Linked DNA regions of Ovis aries: region 1 is linked to region 2. The links are chromatin contacts, called in public Hi-C maps. All regions are on one chromosome and are shown on one strand. The core of a region is the stretch at or near the end of the contact, and the rest is flanking DNA. Distances in the headings are between cores, read along the strand shown.

Region 1 (2,700 bases), core at 165-2,664, 440 kb after region 2:
TCTCTCCAGCTAATGAGATTCCTCAAAAATCCCATTTTCTGCTCCGGGTTCCAGGGGCGGGGAAGGAGCTTGGAGCCTGCGCAGCCGCCCTAGGGTCCTCCCAGGGCCAGGATACCCGCTCCTCCTCACCCGCAAGGCGTGGATCCCCTCTAGCTCCCTTCCCACCCCCGACGCAGCATCCTTCATCCGCGCGCGCCAGATCCCAGGGGTGACTGGGAGACTGGCCGAGGTTTTCCTTCCGCCCCAAAGTGGCTCCCTGCCGGCCAATGGCACACAAAGGAACTTTTTAAGGAGCCATGCGAGTCTGTGCTGCCTTATCCTGCCTCCGTACCGCGGTCGCTCGCCCAAAATGCCTCGGGGTGAGGGCTGCCCGCGTGAAAATCATTAGCGTAGGGAAGGCAACCTGTCCCCCGAAAACGAAACCGCCGCGTTCTCCCACTCGGGCTTTCCCAGAGCTTCCTGGACTGCGCTGACGAGACCGAACGCGAGCCCCGGAGTGAAATACAACCGAGCCTTGGGAAGGTGGGGCGCCAGGGTGGAGACCGGAGTCTCAGACCTTCGGGACACACAGCTGTGCGGGATGTCCGCGGGGCCGGAATCTCCTGCCCACCCCCGCGTCCCCGGCGCCACGCACCTTAGGTACCGCTCGCCTATGCAGCCGCCAGCGCGTGCGCTCACGCCGGCTGGCCCACGCCAGCCAGGCCACCCCGGCCCACCCCGCGGTCATCCCCAGCCACGGAAAAGCCAGACCGTTCTAGAATCGGACGTCGCGGGGTGGAGCGGAGTGCAGAGAAAAGGAGGGGAAAATGCAAGGGGGTGGGGTAGGGTGGGGGGCCGTGAGACCGCCCCGGAGCCGAGGCCACCCCAAAGGGGAGAGCAGGAAGAATGACAGAGAGACTGGGAGGGGGTGGAGGAGGGAGGTGAACGCAGCCGGACTGGCCTTCTCGGGGCCGCTTCCTCAAGTCGCTTCGGCTCATCGGAGATAACCATACTAAAATTAATACCCACACACAGACCCGGGGTAGATAGCAAGAAAGAATTCTCTGCCTGCCTGACTGCCGGCTCCCGCCCCTTTGCGCCAAGATAACTCTGAGATAAGGCTGAGCGCAGATAAGCGCTTCGGGCAGAGGAAAAGACACCATAAGTTGGTCCGCGGTGTCCCGGGAACCTGGGAGCCTGCCGGGAATGGAGAAGGTAGACACCCCCGGAGCCGATCTCGGCCCGCAGAGGGCCGGAGAGCCGAGGCCAAGGGGCCTGCGACTAGGGAGGGGAGGTGCAGAGGAGGAAAGAGGGGAGCTGGGGCAAGAAAGGAAGCAGCCGAACCTCGGGTGGGCGCTGCGCATGGAGAACAGCCGTGGCGGAGGGTGCTCCCGAGCGCGGAGAGGCCGAGGGCGCCGGCAGGCGAGCGCGAGTCCGGGGTCTGCGCGGTGCTGCTGGTGAATAAAAAGGAGAGAGGAGGCGCCTCTTACTGCTCTGCCGGAAAACTGCAGCCTGCGCTCCTGATTGGACTCACCGAGCCCTAAACAAACAGCGCTCGCCGAAGGGTGCCAGGCTGTGGGTCGGAACTGCGTTCTGCGAGCAGCTGGGCGCTGGAGGTGAAGAGGAGGAGGAGGAGGGAGCGAGGGGAGGAGAGAAAAGAGGGTGGGGAGGGGACGCCGAGCGGCGGGGGGAGGGGAGCGCGCCGCCCCGGCAGACAATGAGCCCCGCGCAGCCTGCGGGTGTGGGCTGAGCCGCGAGCGCCGTGCTGGGAGCAGGAGGCCAGTCCATCCAGGGGGCGCCGATCCCGGGGACGCCGGGGGAGGGGCGGAGGTGGCAGAACGCCTGATCTGGCTGGCGACCCACACCCATTCCTCCGCCCTCCGTTACACGCGCGCTCAAGGGGGCGGGTTGGGGGGAGGGGAGGACGACGGCGCGGGAGGAGTTGACTATGCCCAACCCCGCGCAGCCACCGCAGCCGGAGCGACGCGCCAGCTCTGGAGTCAACGCTCCCTCCTAATAAGGGGGAGACCATGCTTTCCTCCGCCGGCCTTCCCCTCTCCTCTCGACCCAGTAAATGAGCTTTTTTGCTCCACAGTTGTGTGTGACCGACTTTAAACTCTCCCGATCTCTTCTCGAGGTCTTGGTGGCCGTCGGGGGTCTCGTCTCCTGGGATCTAAGAAAGAAAAAACTCGAATGTCCAACTCCCTATCTCTGTCCTACTAAATGTGCTAAATTCCTGGGAAGTTTCGGGAGGTTCCCATCTGCACTCCCCAGCTAACCTGAAACTTTTAATTCGGGGTCACGGTGCACGGAAAGGTTAGTCCCTGAAGTGCGCAGAGTGGAAAGGGGTTTCCACGCCAGTCGCTCCCGGAGGTGCTCTCCCAGTTTGGGTGTCCCGTTTGCTCTGAACTTTCCCTGGAGAACTTCAGGTAAGTCTCAGATAAGTCGTGGGCAAGAGGAGGGGGTCACCTTCCCGGGTCCCAGCGAGAAATACCTCTTCCCCACGCCCCCGCCTTCACATACACACCCCTTCTTCGCTCGCTCCAAATGGTTATCACAACTGTGTACAAACTGATACGGTCCTTGGCCGGCAGAGGGGCTGGAAATGAACGTCGCGGGGTTATCAGCGCCGATCTGTCAGCAGGGCGTCGCGGGGCCGCAGGTTCGTCCTCGGCAGGAGCCGTGATGTATGTCTCGCTCCCTTTCACGCGCAAAAAGGAT
Region 2 (2,700 bases), core at 35-2,534:
AAGGTGTCTGTGTGTGGAACTTTCATAAATTTAATGCTCAGGAAAACACCTGGTCCACAACCCTGGGGAGGGAGTCTCACGTTAGTGCCCTCAGTGATGTCAGTTGATTGGGTTTTGCCCTTGCCTGGACTCAGTGGTGATTTGTGACCTACTAAATCCTATGTGTAGACAGTTCTGGCAAACCTAAATTCACTAAAGGAAGAATTCTCATTCCTATAAAGGCCTGCTAATGATGGCTTAATGGACACAGCACTAGCAGGAGGCCAGAAGTCTTTATGATGCTTGGACTATGGTACTAGGAGCTCAGAACTTTGAGGGCCGTGTGGAGCTCCCCGTATTTCACTTCAGCAAGAGGTGGTTACCTACGTTTTGTCTGTAAGGTCCTTTGTCAACATTAGGTTGTGGTGTGGAGAAGTCCATACGCTTGGAACCGTGTATTGTTCAACTCAACAGACACCTAATGGATTGAGTAGAGGCTGAACAGAAGAGCTTCCAGGTGTCTCTTCCTCTCCAAATGACTTTTTCTGTCCTTCAAACTGGATACTTGAGTTGACATCATGCCCAGGTTTAACTGTTAGCCATATATTTTCTAGATAAGTGACATTAGCTCCCCTTTTGGATTTCAAAGACAGAAAAGGATCTTGAATTCAGGATGAGGCCTTGAGGACCTTCTTAAGCAGTGTTGACAGGTCTCCAGATGAGTTAAGGTTATTCCTGATATTAGGGACCGAGCAGTCTAGCCTTACAAGTGTGTGCACACACTACCAAATCTTATGAGGCCTTTTGGTAACGATATGTTTTGTTATTTTTTAAGATGTCTTCTTGGGTGGCCAGAATATTAGCCATCAGCCTGGGCCTGTATAATTACAAACTCCAAGGCTTTCATATTAAAACAGAAATCAAAGTCAAAACAGGATCTATTTCCTATAGCCCCATTCCCTTCCTCAGTTTCCTGCTTATCTATTTCCTTCGCACTCACAGTCACTCGTGCTACTTGAATCATAAAGACCAATGAGATCTGAAGGCCAGTGAGATCTGTGCCCACCTATACTCTGTATTTTGGCGCAAGCGGTTCCAGGAGCTTATGTTAGATTTGGATCTCCTTACGATTAGGCCACTGTCTCTGGGTCTGCAAGGCTCTTTACAGGATTTGCGGGGGGAAAAAGGAATGAGGATGCTATGAAGATTATTCAGCTCCCTTCACCACTCACATGCAAGTCCCCACCTAATTACCAAATGATTTGCAAGTGAGCTATGAAGAGACCTGCCCTGTTAGAAGTTTGAAAGTATGTATAAGGATATTTTGCAAGAGCAGCAGAACAGAAACAAGTTCAAAAGGACAGAGGAAACACGCTCCAAATCTGTGGCAAACAAGATTTTGCTGAAATTTACAGGATTCCTTGGATATGTCTTTGATTCATGCACTGATTTCCCAACACTTTGAAACTATTTCAAGTTCCTTTTTAAAGAAACAAAAACTTTTTTTCTGGAATAAAAAGTAAATTATTCTACTTTTATAGACAAACTGAAAAATGGCTATTGCTTAAGTTTGTTTTCTTAAGTCGAGTGCTTCTTTTTTCTTTTAGTTGGGCGGGGGGGATGGTTAAAAGAAACTACATCTTTTTCTTTCTCTGCCACCTCCCACCCCCTTCTATTTTAACTAAAAATGGAAAACATACTTTGTGATTTAGCCAAAGGAAGTTAAGGACGAGTCTTTGGGGAGAGGAAGCAGTGCAACCGGTTATCATGTTAATCTTCCATCATAGAGGTTGGGCTAGGAGCCAGATTTGCTGCTTATAGCAAATGAACAGAATGGGAATGGTTAAAAAAAATCCCCCCAATTCTTAGATCTGTCCCTATAGGCCAGCTTAATATGTTTTCTAGCATCATCCTCCTTCACACATACTAAATACCTAAAGCAACTGAAGATGAAAGTCAGATTATTAGATACGATAATCCTCCTCCTTTTCTCTCCTTCAGTAACTGTCTCTGTGTTGGGAGAAACACACTGACTGAAACCGCTCACCCTGGCCAGGCATCATAGTAACCATTTGCGTGAGTTATTTTACGACAGGAGGTCCTAGTAAGGAACACAGAACTAACAAGCCACCACCAGCTGGAAGAGTTCAGGAAAGGTCAAAAGGAGATGCCGCGAGTCCTACCACCTCCCAGAATCCTTCTTGCTGGCATCCATCTCAGCTGAGCAATGTGTGTGCCACCAGGAAGGACCCTGAGTCAAATGATTGGCCAGAGAAAACTTGGAAACTAATCCCATCACCATAAAACCTGAGACTGCGAGCCACATGGCAAAGCAGTCCTCCTGGGGTCCCTTACCCTCCTCCTTTCTACCAGAGCAAGTTAAAGTCTCTCATTTGTGTCCGACTCTTTGAGATCCCATGGACTCTGCAGTCCGTGGAATTCTCCAGGCCAGAATACTGTGAGTAGCCCTTCCCTTTTCCAGGGGATCTTCCAAACCCAGGGATCAAACCCAGGTCTGCTGCATTGCAGGAGATTCTTTACGAGCTGAGCCTCAAAGGAAGCCCCTTCCCAGTCAAGTCTCTTGCTTTGTCAGCATGCGTCTCCTTGGACAATTAATTTCCGAGTGTTAGACAAGAGGTTGTTTTGGGGCCCTGGAAGGGGCTCCCCTTCTGGTATCATCTGTGTCGTTAACCATGGCCATGAGCCACCTCAAAATTGTAC

What was found. A called contact is a pair of places that touch in the nucleus more often than the background predicts.
Region 1: a contact with region 2 is called in a Hi-C map of tail adipose tissue, with 4 times the contacts expected there. The contact joins the promoter of GATA6 here to the enhancer-like site in region 2. A contact is called at or near these places in 3 of 16 Hi-C or Micro-C datasets (hypothalamus, muscle and tail adipose tissue).

The regions. Positions count from the first base shown.
Region 1 is chr23:34,643,012-34,645,711 of ARS-UI_Ramb_v3.0, forward strand. It overlaps GATA6 (GATA binding protein 6), which reads right to left and starts at 1,415. Exons shown (of 7, transcript XM_042239509.1): 1 at 635-1,415. It overlaps LOC121817754 (a long non-coding RNA gene), which reads left to right and starts at 1,138. Exons shown (of 6, transcript XR_009598203.1): 1 at 1,138-1,595. LOC132658498 (a long non-coding RNA gene) reads right to left here. Exons shown (of 3, transcript XR_009598202.1): 2 at 2,507-2,700; 3 at 2,288-2,402.
Region 2 is chr23:34,199,532-34,202,231 of ARS-UI_Ramb_v3.0, forward strand. The region is part of intron 1 of LOC132658518 (a long non-coding RNA gene); the gene reads left to right. Among named protein-coding and RNA genes, the nearest start is that of RBBP8, 180 kb to the left of the region's middle. Within about 2 kb of position 1,285, at least 5 of the 54 cell types and tissues checked have an H3K27ac peak or open chromatin away from gene starts, as enhancers often do. A contact at or near this core is called in tail adipose tissue, where this site is marked.